Regions from separate parts of the Mus musculus genome. Here all the other regions are linked to region 4. The links are chromatin contacts, called in public Hi-C, HiChIP or PLAC-seq and Micro-C maps. All regions are on one chromosome and are shown on one strand. Each heading gives the region's core, a stretch centred on a gene start, on an enhancer-like site or on the middle of the called end of the contact. The rest is flanking DNA. Distances are from core to core; before and after follow the strand shown.

Evidence for each region. A called contact is a pair of places that touch in the nucleus more often than the background predicts. HiChIP or PLAC-seq counts read pairs in DNA pulled down with a chosen protein or histone mark.
Region 1: a Hi-C map of double positive thymocytes shows a contact between it and region 4, with 2.2 times the contacts expected there. The contact joins the enhancer-like site here to the promoter of Trim71 in region 4. A contact is called at or near these places in 12 of 39 promoter capture datasets (the 3T3-L1 cell line, 3T3-L1-derived adipocytes, the HPC-7 cell line and 8 more), 1 of 15 datasets of contacts at CTCF or cohesin (CD8 T cells), 29 of 484 Hi-C or Micro-C datasets (the AML12 cell line, B cells, CD4 single positive thymocytes and 23 more), 20 of 115 datasets of contacts at active chromatin or transcription factors (CD8 T cells, the HPC-7 cell line, the NIH/3T3 cell line and 13 more) and 3 of 9 other capture datasets (adipose tissue, liver and pancreatic islet).
Region 2: a Micro-C map of embryonic stem cells shows a contact between it and region 4, with 2.2 times the contacts expected there. The contact joins the promoter of Cmtm7 here to the promoter of Trim71 in region 4. A contact is called at or near these places in 1 of 484 Hi-C or Micro-C datasets (embryonic stem cells), 2 of 115 datasets of contacts at active chromatin or transcription factors (both in embryonic stem cells) and 1 of 9 other capture datasets (pancreatic islet).
Region 3: a contact with region 4 is called in an H3K4me3 HiChIP or PLAC-seq map of embryonic stem cells, with 24 read pairs. The contact joins the promoter of Glb1 here to the promoter of Trim71 in region 4. A contact is called at or near these places in 13 of 39 promoter capture datasets (the 3T3-L1 cell line, 3T3-L1-derived adipocytes, the HPC-7 cell line and 8 more), 1 of 15 datasets of contacts at CTCF or cohesin (CD8 T cells), 16 of 484 Hi-C or Micro-C datasets (the AML12 cell line, differentiating embryonic stem cells, embryonic somatosensory cortex and 5 more), 17 of 115 datasets of contacts at active chromatin or transcription factors (the NIH/3T3 cell line, T-cell acute lymphoblastic leukemia, bone marrow-derived macrophages and 9 more) and 3 of 9 other capture datasets (adipose tissue, liver and pancreatic islet).

What each region holds. Positions count from the first base shown.
Region 1 is chr9:114,421,795-114,425,012 of GRCm38.p6, forward strand. It overlaps Glb1 (galactosidase, beta 1), which reads left to right. Exons shown (of 16, transcript NM_009752.2): 5 at 2,151-2,245. Among named protein-coding and RNA genes, the nearest start is that of Tmppe, 22 kb to the left of the region's middle. Within about 2 kb of position 1,702, at least 7 of the 459 cell types and tissues checked have an H3K27ac peak or open chromatin away from gene starts, as enhancers often do. A contact at or near this core is called in double positive thymocytes, where this site is marked.
Region 2 is chr9:114,780,635-114,784,014 of GRCm38.p6, forward strand. Cmtm7 (CKLF-like MARVEL transmembrane domain containing 7) reads right to left here and starts at 1,359. Exons shown (of 5, transcript NM_133978.2): 1 at 1,034-1,359. The coding sequence starts at 1,168. Gm9888 (a long non-coding RNA gene) reads left to right here. Exons shown (of 3, transcript XR_003948087.1): 3 at 664-1,038.
Region 3 is chr9:114,399,570-114,403,059 of GRCm38.p6, forward strand. Glb1 (galactosidase, beta 1) reads left to right here and starts at 1,509. Exons shown (of 16, transcript NM_009752.2): 1 at 1,509-1,700. The coding sequence starts at 1,623. Tmppe (transmembrane protein with metallophosphoesterase domain) reads left to right here and starts at 1,526. Exons shown (of 2, transcript NM_001200002.1): 1 at 1,526-1,700.
Region 4 is chr9:114,562,395-114,565,807 of GRCm38.p6, forward strand. Trim71 (tripartite motif-containing 71) reads right to left here and starts at 1,975. Exons shown (of 4, transcript NM_001042503.2): 1 at 1-1,975. The coding sequence starts at 723.

The DNA of each region.
Region 1 (3,218 bases), core at 452-2,951, 140 kb before region 4:
TTGATATCAAAAGAACCAGGCATTTGAAGGGGGACTTCTGTATAAATACCCCTGAGTAGGGTGGAAGTCTCATTTCACTGGACAGCGAGTATGTAGGAGACACAGCTTCCTTTGCAGGCTTGAACAGATCTCACTGATAAGCGGGCCGCTTTTTGAGTTTGCAACCTGGTTGGCGGTTAACCAACTGGGTTCAGCACTTGTATTTTCTTCCTACACACTTAGTATATTACGCAGCCAGCGAGTCAAAATGGCAGGGTTGTTTCTGGGATGATGTCACTAGTTTTCTTGGTAGCTGTGTGTCTTCTGGTTTTTTTTTTTTTTTTTTTTTTTTTTTTGCATTTTCAGAGTGATTTGTCAGTGACAGCTTTTCGTCTTCTCTTTTCAGAACATGAGACATTATTTTAGCTGTAAGACCTTAAACAGTCATTCAGTTGCATCTCTGTTTTCACAAATGTGTGCGTGCGTTCGTGCATTTGTGTGAGTGTGCCCGTGTGTGCTCATGTGTTTGTGTGTGCATGTGTGAGTGTGTGTTGTGTGCCTGTGTGTTTGAGTGTGTGCACATGAGTGTGTGTACATGAGTGTGTGCATGTGTCTGCCTGCATGTGGGCCTGCCTGCATGTGGGCCTGCACTCTTACCTTATTACTGCTGTTTTCACATGTGTTGTCTCCTGAATCTTCCTAACCATTAAAAAAAAAAAAAACTTATTTATTTTTGTGTGCATGTGTCTGCCTGCATGTGGGCCTGCCTGCATGTGGGCCTGCACTCTTACCTTATTACTGCTGTTTTCACATGTGTTGTCTCCTGAATCTTCCTAACCATTAAAAAAAAAAAAACTTATTTATTTTTATGTGCATTGGATGTTTTGCTTGCTTGAATGTCTGTATGAGTGTGACAGGTCCCCTGGAACTGGAGTTGCAGACAGTTGTAAGCTGCCATGTGGGTGCTGGGAATTGAACCCAGGTCCTCTGGAAGAGCAGCCAGTGCTCCTAACCCCTGAGCCATATCTCCTGATAACTGTATGAAGCACCTGTTTTTGTCAGTCTCCTTTGAGGTTGTAAACAAATGGTTTATTAGATGTTACTTTGGTGTGGGAGACACACACCTGTAATCTTCACACTTGGAAAGTGGAGGCAGGAGGATCAAGGTTTCAAGGTCTTTCTCAGCTACAGATCAAGGGTGATTCTAGCCTTCCACCTTTAAGTTATTTGTTTTGTTTTGGAGATAAGGTTTCTCTGTGTAGCCCTGGATGTTCTGGGACTCTCTATTTAGATCAGGCTAGCCATGACCTCAAAGATCTCCTGCCTCTGCCGCCCCCCCGCCCCCGGCACTGGGAGCATACTCCTGCCTCTGCCCCCCCCTCCAGCACGGGGAGCACACACACCTCCATGCCTTGTTAATGACTATAATGCATGTCACTTACATCACATGCATGCTTGCTTGATGCCCACAGAATTCAGAAGAGGGTGTTGGATGCCCTGGAACTGGAGTTAAACACAGTTATGAGGCACCATGTGGGTGCTGGGAATTCCACTTTACACTTTATATTGCTGTAGGTAATGCTGACGTTCTGATCCTCCTGCCTCCACAAGTGCGGGGATTACAGGTGTGTGCTTTCACGCCTAGCGCTGGGGATCAAACACCAGGGCCTGGTGCACGCTAGGTAGGCACGCTACCAACTGAGCCACATCCTTTACCCAGCTAACTTAATTTAGAAGGAAAAAAGGCCCTGCTGTGTTTGGGAGGAGGACGCAGTATTCAGCACCTCTCTGTGCCTATCCCACAGGGCCTGGCTGCCTCTGCTTCTAACTCTAAGCCCCATAGCAGGGTAAGTTGCCAGGAGTACGCAGATGTCAGGACAACTAGCTTAAAGAACTGTGTTCAGCAGACTGTGGCTGCCTCGTTTTAGAAGATAACTGAGGGCAGTGTATCCTGGGACAGGCTGTGGCGGAGTCTCCTGGCTTTAAAAGGATGAGGCTGCCTAGCTCAGCTGACTTGAATTTGAGCCCTGGAACCCACTGTGGGACTTGTGCTCATGTACTCCCATATACACTTGCACACACACACACACACACACACACACACACACTAACCATATGACAAGCTAGTTGACAAAGGCTTGCGACAGTTGCCACACCATCCTGTTTTGCAGACTACCTTGTAGCTGTGGATAAATGGCTGGCAGTCCTTCTGCCCAAGATGAAGCCCCTGCTCTACCAGAACGGAGGACCGATCATAACCGTGCAGGTACCTGGAGCTGAGCTGTGTGTGGAAGGAGGGAGAGACGGGGGTGCAACCGTCCATCAGCGTTATGTAAATGACAACTGACACCTGGCTGCAGTACTGAAAATGACACTTTTCTTGTAACTGACTCTGGGGAAAGGGTTAGCCTGTCTTCTTTCTCTTCTCTTCCCCCGGCCCCCTGTCTATCTGTCTCTTGTCTCTCTGTCCTTCTCTGTCTCTATTCCTCTTCCTGTCTCTGTCTCTCTGTCCTTCTCTGTCTCTATTCCTCTTCCTGTCTCTGTCTCTCTGTCCTTCTCTGTCTCTGTCTCTGTCTCTCTCTCTCTCTCTCTGTCTCTCTCTGTCTCTCTCTGTCTCTCTCTCTCTCTCTCTCTCTCTCTCTCTCTCTCTCTCTCTCTCCCCTTCAGTTTGCGTCTCATGTATCTCAGGCTGATAGCGAACTCCGTACCTGAGGATAACTTGGAGCTTTTGCTCCTTCTGTCTTACCTCTACAGTGTCGACATGACAGGCTGCACCACACACCTGTCGTATGTGGTGCTGAGGATCAGACCTAAGACCTTGAGCACACAGTCAGTCTACCAGCCGAGCTACACCCACAGCCCAGGACCCTTGCCCAGAATTACGTACATTTTATGTTCTTAGCTACCACTGAACCCAAAAAATTCCAGGACAGGATTTGAACTAGAAAAACAATCAACTTTACTTTTTTTTTTTTTTTTTGGTTTTGGTTTTTGAGACAGGGTTTCTCTGTGTAGCCCTGGCTGTCCTGGAACTCACTCTGTAGACCAGGCTGGCCTCGAACTCAGAAATCCGCCTGCCTCTGCCTCCTGAGTACTGCAACTTTACTTTTTTTAATTGTTTTATTTAAAAAAATTTAAGCTGGGCAGTGGTGGTGCACACCTTTAATCCTAGCACTTGGGAGGCAGATTTCTGAGTTCGAGGCCAGCCTGGTCTACAGAGTGAGTTCCAGGACAGCCAG
Region 2 (3,380 bases), core at 109-2,608, 220 kb after region 4:
GTATTAAAACTGCCTGTGTCCCAATCTTGGTCCATTTAGGCACCCTTCTCAGGAGAGGCGGAACGTCTTCCTCCCACCTTTCTACACTCTAGGCATCCAAAATAACGGTTATGGAAGGCACAAAGCTCTGGCCCTGTACCAGCCCCGGGGGGGGGGGGTCGGGGAGGGGGGAGGCTGCTCCAGCTTCGCTGGCAGGTCCCAGCTTCCGGGTCTGTGACCTTGCACTGGGGTCCCTACATCTCTCCGCAGCTTTCTACAAACCACCACTCCCCTCTCCACCCATGATAAGTAGGGAATTCAAACGGCCCAGCCCAGTTTCAAAACACACCACACAAACAGAAAAGGTATTGTAGACGAGACATTTGCACAGAGGTTGAAAAACAAAAACGGGAGGGAAAAAAGAAGGGTGGGTAGAGAGCGAACAGGATCAGGCCTGGTAAACTTCTGGTCGGGCCAGAAGCTTTTGTGCAGCTCTGGTCACAGTAACAGCCGGCTGCTCGCCTTGCCCTGCCTGGCTCCAAGCGAGCACCAGAAGCCCCCTAGCCACAAGCCTGCCTAGTTAACCTAGTTAACTAGTTCTGCCTTCTGAGGCGCCTCGGAAGGCTGACAGGGCGCAGGGGACCTGGCGATGGTCTGAAAGGCGGCGCTTCTCCCGATCCCCAGCAGAGATTCGAAAGTCAAGCCGAGCCCTCTTGTCGCCGAGCTCTACCCTCTCGGGCGGGAGCCCGTGCGCGGCCTGGAGATGGCAGGGGATAGCAGGAGACTCTCCCTCCCCCAGCCCGGGTGCGAGACGTGCGGCCTGGAGAAGAGGAAGGAAGACGAGGAGGAACTCGCACCCCGGGTTTCGGTGGGGAAGTGAGCTGGGCCCGGTAGGGAGGCAGCTGGAGAAGTGAGGGGGCCAGGGATCCTGTCGGCTGTTCCCGGAACTTTCTAGGGGGACACTGGGGCATCAAAGGGGCGCGCGGTGCTCCCAAGGTCCGGGCCAGGTGCAGCCCCGTGTACGGGTCCCCAGGTTCCACTCCACTCTTCTTACCATCTGCGCCACTTTGAACAGGGCGCCGTGGGTGAGCGGGTACACCCGGTCCAGCAGTCCCTCCGAGGGCTGGCCTGGCCCCAGCGCGCCGCCGCTGCTGCACGTGGTCCGGACGAGCCCCGATCCATGAGACATCGCGCGACCCAGCCCGGGCTGGCCGCCTCCGAGGCCCGGGGACCTCTGGCCGGTGAAGCTGGGACGGGACGGGGCGGAGCCTCAGGGGCGGGGCGCACGGCTCCCTCTTCCCAGCTGCGGCCGGACCCGGAGAGGACTCGGGAGCAGATGCCCCGCAAGCCCCTGCCCTCTAGACACGCGGAAGTTGGACTGGCGTGGGCAGGAAACCGGACGCCTGGGGCCCTGGCCTCTCCCAGGAGCGCACCGCCCAGGTCACAGCTGGTGATGAGCCTCCAGGGATTTTTTGTGTGGGTGCGGCTGCTACTAGGTACTGACACGAGTAGGGGGAAATGCCCTGAGCATACCGTGCTGCGCTGTTCATTTCTGCTTCTGTGTGTGTGCACGGGGCACGCACCTGTGCCACCATCACCTACAGCAATAAAAACAGGTCCATCGCCTCAGGACCTTCCTCCCCCACCCTCCCACCATTCTGCTTTCTTTCTTATTATTTTTTTTTGTTGTTGTTATTTTTGCCTTTTTTTCTTTCTTTCTAAAAACATACTCTCTCTTGCCAGAGTTGGGTAGCACTTATTTTTAATTCCAGCACTAGGAAGGCAGAGGCAGGAGGATCTCTGTGAGTTCGAGGTCAACCTAGTCTACATAGTGAGCCCCAGGACAGCCAGGACTACACAGAGAGATCCTGCCTCAAAAACAAACAAAACAAACAAACAAGCCAGGCTCTCAGTGTGTACCACTGGCTAACCTGGAACTCCTGTATAAACCCAGCTAGCCTCAAACTCGCAGGTATTCTCCTTGCCTCTGCTTCCCGGGTGCTGGAATGATACCATACCCAACCGAGGTGACTCTAGGCACTGTCAAAGTCGACAGTTAAAGCTAATCAGGACACCACTCTCAGCATCGCAGTACATCTTTTTAAGTATGTATGTGTGTGTGTGTGTGTGTGTGTGTGTGTGTGTGTGTATACAGAGGCCAGTGGAGGATGTCTAGTGTCCTGCTCTGTCACTCTGTCTACCTTACTCTTCGGTGAAGAGAGATTCGTCTATCTCAGGACATAGAAAATGTCTGATAAAAGCAGCCTAAGAAAAGAGGAGAGATTCTTTTGTCTCATGATGGAATGTTTACTTTTCTTTTCCTGGTCTGTTATTGGACCTGGGGTGAATAGAAGTTTGTTTGTCTCAGTGTTAGAAGTCAAACAACACCAGGTTAGTCCTAATTTATGCTCCCTGCCCACACGCAGGGTTTCTCTGTATATTACTGGCTGTCCTGGAACTCACTCTGGAATCCAGGCTGGCCTCAAACTCAGAGATCTGTCTGCCTCTGCCTCCCCAGTACTGGGGTTAAAAGCGTGTGCCACTACTGCCTAAGACTTTTTTTTTTAAATAGATTCTTTGATTTTTTTTTTAACTTAGTGAATTTATTTTATGTGTATGGGTGTTCTGCCCACATCTAGCTCTGTGCGCCATGTGTGTGCCGGGTGCCTGCAGAAGCCAGAAGAAATTACAAAGCTGGAGTTACAGTTTTAAGTTGCCATGTGCAGGCTGGGAATTGAACTTGGGTTCTCTGGAAGAGCAGCTGGTGCTCTTAATCATTCAATGAGTCATCTCTCCAGTCCAAGGAAGACTTTTTTGTTTTGATAGTCAACAAGATTGAAGCCTCATCAAAAGTTAAAATGGCCAGAGATCAGACTATACATTTTGCTAATATGCTCAGCCAAAATGGTTACCCCTTATAACGCCAAAAACCCCACAGTCTCCTCTTCTCTCATGTATTCTAAGTACCTACCTTTGCATAGGTCCCAGCTTACAGCATCAACCGTATCAGATGTATCAAACCTTCCCTGCCCATGACAGTGTCCTGCTTACAGGTCACTTTTTGTGTACTTGCCTTTGAGACACGGTCTCACTAAGTATCCCTGGCTGTCCTGGAACTCGGTAGGAAGACCAACCTGGCCTTGAACTCACAGAGATCCACATGCCTCTGCCTCCGAGTGCTGGGATTAAAGGTGTGCACCATCTGTATGTTGTTTATTTTAAAGTTGTCAGACTCAAGGCTGTGCAGGCAAGCTTGGCTGTGAGCAATTTTCTACTCTAAACTTCTAGTTTGGGCAGGAGAGGGTGGGTGGGTAACTGAGCAGGGTTTGGTTGCAGGTGACAGCTAGACCAGCAGGCATTAGCAGGAGCCTGATTTTTAAAAATTATTTATTTATAAATTA
Region 3 (3,490 bases), core at 259-2,758, 160 kb before region 4:
AAAAACCAAAAAAAAAAAACCAAAAAAAAAAACAGCTTTATTTAGGATATTTATTTGTATATTAGTATATATGACCCCGTGTGTGAATGCCCACATGTGTGTATGTGCGCCATGGTGTACATGTGGAGGTCAGAGAATGATATCTGGTGTGTGTCCTGCTCTGAGGCCGTTTGTCCTACTGTTCTCCTTTGCATAACCCAGGCTACCTGGCCCCAGAGTTCAGGATTCGCCCATCTCACTGTAGGAGTGCTGCGCTGTGCAGGTTCTGAGAGTACTCACTCCCGCCTCCCTCTCACATCGTCGTGCCCCACCCGTATCCCCACCCCAAACCCTCTATCACTAAAAACAACTACCAGCCCAGTCTTCAGGCTATCTTCTAGAGTTCCAGGCCAGCTAAAGATACACAGTGAGGCCGGGCGTGGTGGCGCACGCCTTTAATCCCAGCACTTGGGAGGCAGAGGCAGGCGGATTTCTGAGTTTGAGGCCAGCCTGGTCTACAAAGTGAGTTCCAGGACAGCCAGAGCTACACAGAGAAACCCTGTCTCAAAAATCCAGAAAAAAAAAAGATACACAGTGAGAAGCTGCCTCAGAAAAACAAACAGAAAGAAAGAAGGAGAGAGAGAGAGAGAGAAGGAAAGAAAGAAAGAAAGAAAGAAAGAAAGAAAGAAAGAAAGAAAGAAAGAAAGAAAGAAAGGAAGAAAGAAAGAAAGAAAGAAAAAGGGGATTTAGGGGTGTGGCCCAATAGTAGAGTACTTGCCTAGAATTAATGAGGACCTGAGACTCACCGATAGCATTGCAAAAAGTAAGTGAAATAAATAAATAAATAAATAAATGAGATAATGCCTAAAATAAATGAATATTGTTATTGACTACAACTCATTAAAGCTGGGAAAATCTCATGTATATTTAAGTCAACGTCAACTAAAGCAGAGGTGATGACCCATGGCTATACTTCCAGCATTCAGGAGGCAGTAGGCGGAAGATCAGAAGTTGCCAGAGGGAAGGGCTACTGTTCTCATTAAAAATCAGGGCACTTCAAAATAACTTGGCCATAGCTGAGTCACACTTAGAATTCCTCTGTAACCTACTACAGTGCTTCTTCACCTTTGCTTTCACTGAACCTCGGAGCTGGGTCCGGGTCTAGGACTTCAGGGTTTCTGGGCTGGGGCCCAGAGTCTGCATTTCCATGTTTAAGTCTCGTTGGCCTGTGGACCACACCTTGTGAATGTTAGACCACGTGCTAGGGAGAGTTTTAGGGGCTAGGCTTCTAAGGCCAGAGCACTGAGGACTGACTGGCTGGTTTCCTCTTCCCTGCTCAGTTCTTTTCTGGCAGCCGGGACAGGCTGAAGGCCCCTGTGAATGGCCAGCCCCTGAACTTCATCATTGCTCATTCAGGGGTGCCGCCATTCCGGAAGGAAACACAGTTGTGGGAGATGCATAGACCACAGCTGCTTCTGAGTCACGTGGCCTACAGAGGCTGGACCTCCACTCGCAGCACAGAGCCTCGGGGCGGGGCGGAGCTGGGGGCGGGTCCTGGCATAGGGTCCTCAACAACCCCCGGAGGTGCAGCGGCTGGCCAGAGCGCCCACTGCCTAACGGAGAGACCCCATCGTGGCGCGATCATGCTCCGGGTCCCCCTGTGTACGCCGCTCCCGCTCCTGGCACTGCTGCAACTGCTGGGCGCTGCGCACGGCATCTATGTAAGTCTCCGGTGCCACCGCGCGGGGACGCTCCGCCGCTGGGAAGCGGGCAGAGGCCGAGGAAAGCCGCGGCTCTGCAAAGTCGGGATCCGGGTTACCCTCGATCACCCGCTCAGAGCAGGCAGGCCGCCGAGGCGCAGGCAGTGGTCGGGCCTCCCGTAGGAGGCGGGCCGGACGGGCGGGGCGCGCGTCCTTCCTGGTTGCTGGCGCGCGTGGGTTCCGCTGCGGCGGTCCCGTGTGCACGGACCTGCTTCCCGGTTTGTGCAGCGCGGTCGGGGGCTAGCTGAGGTGCGCCTGAGTCTTTCCAGCTTCGGTTTCTGGGGAGAGGGGTCCAGGCTGCGCGGGGCTGCTAGAGGGCTCCGCGGGCAGTGGCGTGGGGCGCGATCCTTGCGGAGTTCGGGCTTCATGGAACGCTCCGGAAGGAGAAAAAATGGGGTCAGGAGTGGCTCCTGCAGTGGGGTCACAGGAATATTCGCTTTCAGAGACTTCTCCCTTTTCAAACATACTGTTCATGTTTCTCGCTAGCCACCTGCTGGCTGCTTTTAGTTTGAGGTGTGCATCGCCTTGTTTGTTGGAAGCCTTTTTCTTCTTTTAGGGTTTGGCGGTGCGGGAGGAGGGTGGGAAGAGGCCAAGTGCTACAGGCGAGGTCTGGGTGGCAGGGCAGTGGCTGAGGCGCGTGGGACACGCACCTGGGGAGGTCTGCACCGAACCTGCGAAGGGGACAGGGCGTGGTGGAACGGGGCTCCTACTCATTTGCACTTTGAGCGAGTCACCTTGGGGCCCTCCAGATGGACTGAGTCGGGTAAGTTCAAGTACTTGGTAGTAGACTTTGAACCTTGTAGACTTGTAAAAATTACACTCTTGGAAATGGCACACGTTTATCTAAAACCAGAGTTGAAACTTGTTTAAGTTTCTGGAAAACAGTTGCTGAAAATGCTTTCGATTAAGGAGAACGAAAATTTAGTGCCGGCTGCTCCGTCAGAGCTTGAGGTCTTGAGAACCAGTGGGCAGAGGCTCCAACAGGTAGGGGAAAGGAACCCATATATCTGGAGTGTCAGGATGGGCAGGAAGAGATAAGGATTTATGGAGGTGTCACCAGTCTGATGTAAGTCACCAGGCAAGAAATTGAGGTGCCCTGTGAGAGCCGAACCCTGAGACGCTGCTTTGTGATCTCCGCGGGAATTCTTAATTATGTAGCTATCCCTCTTGAGCAGTTAGATTAGAGCCAAGAAATTCCAGCCAACTGGCTTTCAGTTATTTTTGTTTGTTTGCATCTGCAACGTTAACTCTCAAACTTCAGACCTAGATTAAAAATTAAAGCCGGGTGGTGGTGGTACACACCTTTAATCCCAGCACTCGGGAGGCAGAGGCAGGCAGATTTCTGAGTTCGAGGCCAGCCTGGTCTACAGAGTGAGTTCCAGGACAGCTAGGGCTACACAGAGAAACCCTGTCTCTAAAAACAAAACAGAACAAAACAAAAAAAAATAAAATGTGTGTGTGGGGTTGTTTAGTTTTGGGGGGGGAGTTGGTTTTGTTTTTTTTTCCTTTTTCAAGACAGGGTTTCTCTTTGTAGCCCTGGTTGTCCTGGAACTCACTCTGTAGAGCAGGCTGGCCTGGAAGTCAGAGATTCTCCTGCCTCCACCTCCTCCTCCTCTCCCTCCTCCTTCTGTTGTTGTTGTTGTTAGATTTATTTATTTTTCTATGTGACTATACTGTAGCTATCTTCAGACACACCAGAAGAGGACATTGGGTCCCATTACAGATGGTTGTGAGCCACCATGTGGGTGCTG
Region 4 (3,413 bases), core at 725-3,224:
CAGCTGCTGTGCCGCGGAGGCGGCCGCAGGCCCCGGAGGGCCGCGCTCGATGTAATGGTCCTTGGTGAGGCGGACGCGCTGGTGCGCGCGGACACAGTTGTCGCACAGGTGTTCCTGGCAGTCGAGGCAGCGCGACGAGGCGGCGTTGCCCTCGTCGCAGGAGCTGCAGCCGTGCGGCCGGCGCATCAGCAGCGACCCGGGGGAGGCGGCCGGGCCGGGCGGCGGCTGCGGCGCTGGAGCGGCGGCGCGCTGGGCCGGGTGGTGCGCATGGTGCCGGTGGTTGCTGTGGCCGCCCGCGCCCCCGGGGCCGCCGCCCGCGCGCCCGTTCTTGGGCGGCGGCTCTTCGGCGGTGGCCACCACGGCGTCCAGCAGGTTGCTGAGCAGGAAGGCGGAGGATGGCAGCGCGTCCATGCCCGCCGCCTCGGCCAGGACCACCTTCTGGTCACATACGGGGCAGCGCAGCTTCAGCGCCTCGGCGGGGCCCGCGCCTCCGGGAGCGGGCAGCCGGTGCGCCTCGAGGCACGGCCGGCAGAAGGCGTGCAGGCAGGGCAAGACGTGAAGACGCCGCGCCGCCGCCCCGGGGCCGCCGCCGCCCGCCGACGACGTGGAAGTCTGCGAGGACGACGACGAGGCGGACGAGTTGGAGGAGAGCGGCGCGGGCGAGCCGCACATCTCCTTGCACAGCAGGCAGATCTGGAAGTCGGTCTCCGGGAACGAAGCCATTTGCAGGCGGGCTGGAGGGCAGAGGGCGCGCGGCGAGGAGGATGAGGGCGCGCGGCTCACTCAGCAGAGCGCATCGAGGACGCGGTGGAGGCGACCCCTGGGCCACCTCGGCAGGGCGGGTTTGCACTGCTACTCCTCAGCAAACGAGCGCCCGCACAAGTCTCAAAGTCCGCCGTGGAATCCGGTCCCCGCGGCGCAAACCAATTTGGTCCCAACGAGTCTTGCTTGTGTTGTTTTTTTTTTTTCCTTGCCCTCCGGCTAAATGAATTGAGCCTCCTGGAGGGAGGGGAAAACGTCCGGGAGTCGCAGCAGTCCAAGTCCCCGCGCGCGCCGCCGGCCGCCCCGCCGCATGACGCGGCGGCAGGAGCTCCTGCGTGGCGGCCGAGGCGCAGCCTCCCCCGCGGCGCGGTCGGCTCGGGCGCGCAGCTGCGCCTCGTGCGGGGGCCCCCGGCCCGCGGAAGCACGCGTGCCAAGTACGCACGCGCGCCCCACACGCTCCGCGCCCGTGCGCAGCCCTGCCGGGCCGCGGTCTCTATGCGCTCACACGCGCGCGCGCCCCACGCGGCCCGGCGCCCGCGTGTCCTCCGGCCTCCTGGCTCGCTCTCTAGCGCGCGCTCCGACCCTTCTCCGGCCTCAGGCGCTCCGCGGCGCGGGGCCGCAGGTCCCCGCGGGCCGCCCTGAATTATTCATCGGCGGGAAGATATTGGATGTACGGGCCGCCCGCTCCGCGCGGGGCCGTCGTGCAATGCTATCCGCGTTCCGCGCGAGCCGCGCGCCCCTCCTCCTCACGGCCGTCCTCTCCGAAACCTGGGCAGCGAAGGAGGATCACATTTCCTTTGTCATCGGGCCATTTCACCCTCGCTTGGGTCCCCCCTTCAATCCCGGAGCCTCGGGAACCGAGTCTCCCTCCCGGGCTTGCTCGAATCAGAGGAGTACGCGAGGGACCCGCGCGGCCACTTCGGGAGCCGCGTGGCCAACGCCGCCCGCGGCTCCCGCCTGCGTCATCCTCCTACGAACGATTCGCCGAGCGGGGATGCGGGTGGCCCCGGCTGCGCTGCGCCTACCGGGCTCAGGCTCTCCCGATGCCCTGGTGTCCTGGGTTGCTTTGGGCTTTATTTTGCACGACTCCCCCGAACGAGGGGCTGTGTGCGTGCGCGTGTCCCCCTTCTTTCTCCGCTTTGCCGCCTCTCAGAACGCGGGTTATTGGGACTGATCGGAATTCGGAATCCTTTTAATCTCCAAAGGAGCAAACTCACTTCCGCCCGAGTGCTGGGAGGGGTGGGGGAGGGGAGGCCGGGGAGGGGGTTCCAGGCAAACAGGAAACATTAGCCCTCTTGGCCCGGCCGGCTTTTGTGTACGCCTCCCCTCCTCCCACCACCCTCCTCCCCCGCTCCGGCCGCGGGGGAGACGATCGCCCCCAGGCCTCAGTGTGACGACCTTTGGAACCTCCTGGGCGAGGAACGCAGAGCGACTCTTCCGTTTATTAAAAAAAAAAAAAAGAAAGAAAGAAAGAAAAAAAGACTTCATTCTGAATCTTTGCCTCTTGGAAGCTGATGGCCACTGCCCCGGAGAGCTAGGTCCCCCCACCCCCAACACCACCATCACCCCCTTTTTTTTCTCTTCCTTTTCCTTTACATTTCTCTAGGACTCTACAAAGCTGAGACCGACCTCAAGCATCGCACAGTTGTGCAGTTGGATGCATGGAACTAAACGACTCTGAATTCTGGACGTCCAAGGGGCTGGTTGCTCTCAGTTTTAATGGGAGCCCAGGCAGCTGTTAAGAGAAGGCGACCCACTGACGGGCCCCGCGGCCATCTGGGTGGTGCCCCAGGCGGTTCTGAGGGTGAAACTTTAAGGCTCTCAGAAGAAAGACTTGGAAAGGCTGCTCTCAGAACTTTTTTTTTTTAATGCTACTTAAGATGGGTGTGGTGGTGTACCCATTATAATTCAGCAAGCAAGAGGCTAGGGCAGAACTACACTGTGAGACCCTCTGTCAAATTAACTCGCGAGTAAAATACATAAACAAATGCCATCAAGCTGTGTATAAAATTTCACTCTGTAGATTATACTTTGAAAGGAAAAAGACTGCACGCTGGACCCTCACACGTTCAAGATCTGGGCTACATGAAACCTCTCAAGAAAGTGATGAAAGAACTGGAAAGGTTAGCTCTGCAGTCCATCAAGAGGAGAGTTCAATTCTCAGAACCCCACTTTGGGTGGCTCTGAACTTCTTGCTTCATGTGCACATACCCCCACATAGACACACTGTGTGTGTGTGTGTGTGTGTGTGTGTGTGTGTGTGTGTGTGTGTGTGTGAGTGTGTGTGTGTGTGTGTGTATGATTATGAAAGCCTAGAAGAGAATGTAGCTTCCAATCTAAGTAACCATTCCTGGATCGTAATGATACGGATAGGATGCAATTCTAGATACTGCCTTTTATTCATGGGGAAAAAAAAAAAAAACAACAACAGAAAAGATCATTCTAGAAACATGAATCCATTCTGGACAGGCTGCTGAAGAGGCAAATCCCTTGGGGCTCAGATACTTCAGGGACAAGCCACACACACACACACTCCTCTCCCCCACCCCCACCCCCCACAAGTGACCTACAGCATCATGGGAAGACCAGAGACCCCTCTGCTTTCCAGAGCTCCACTGTCCAAACAACATCGAAGATCCCTTTGTGACCTT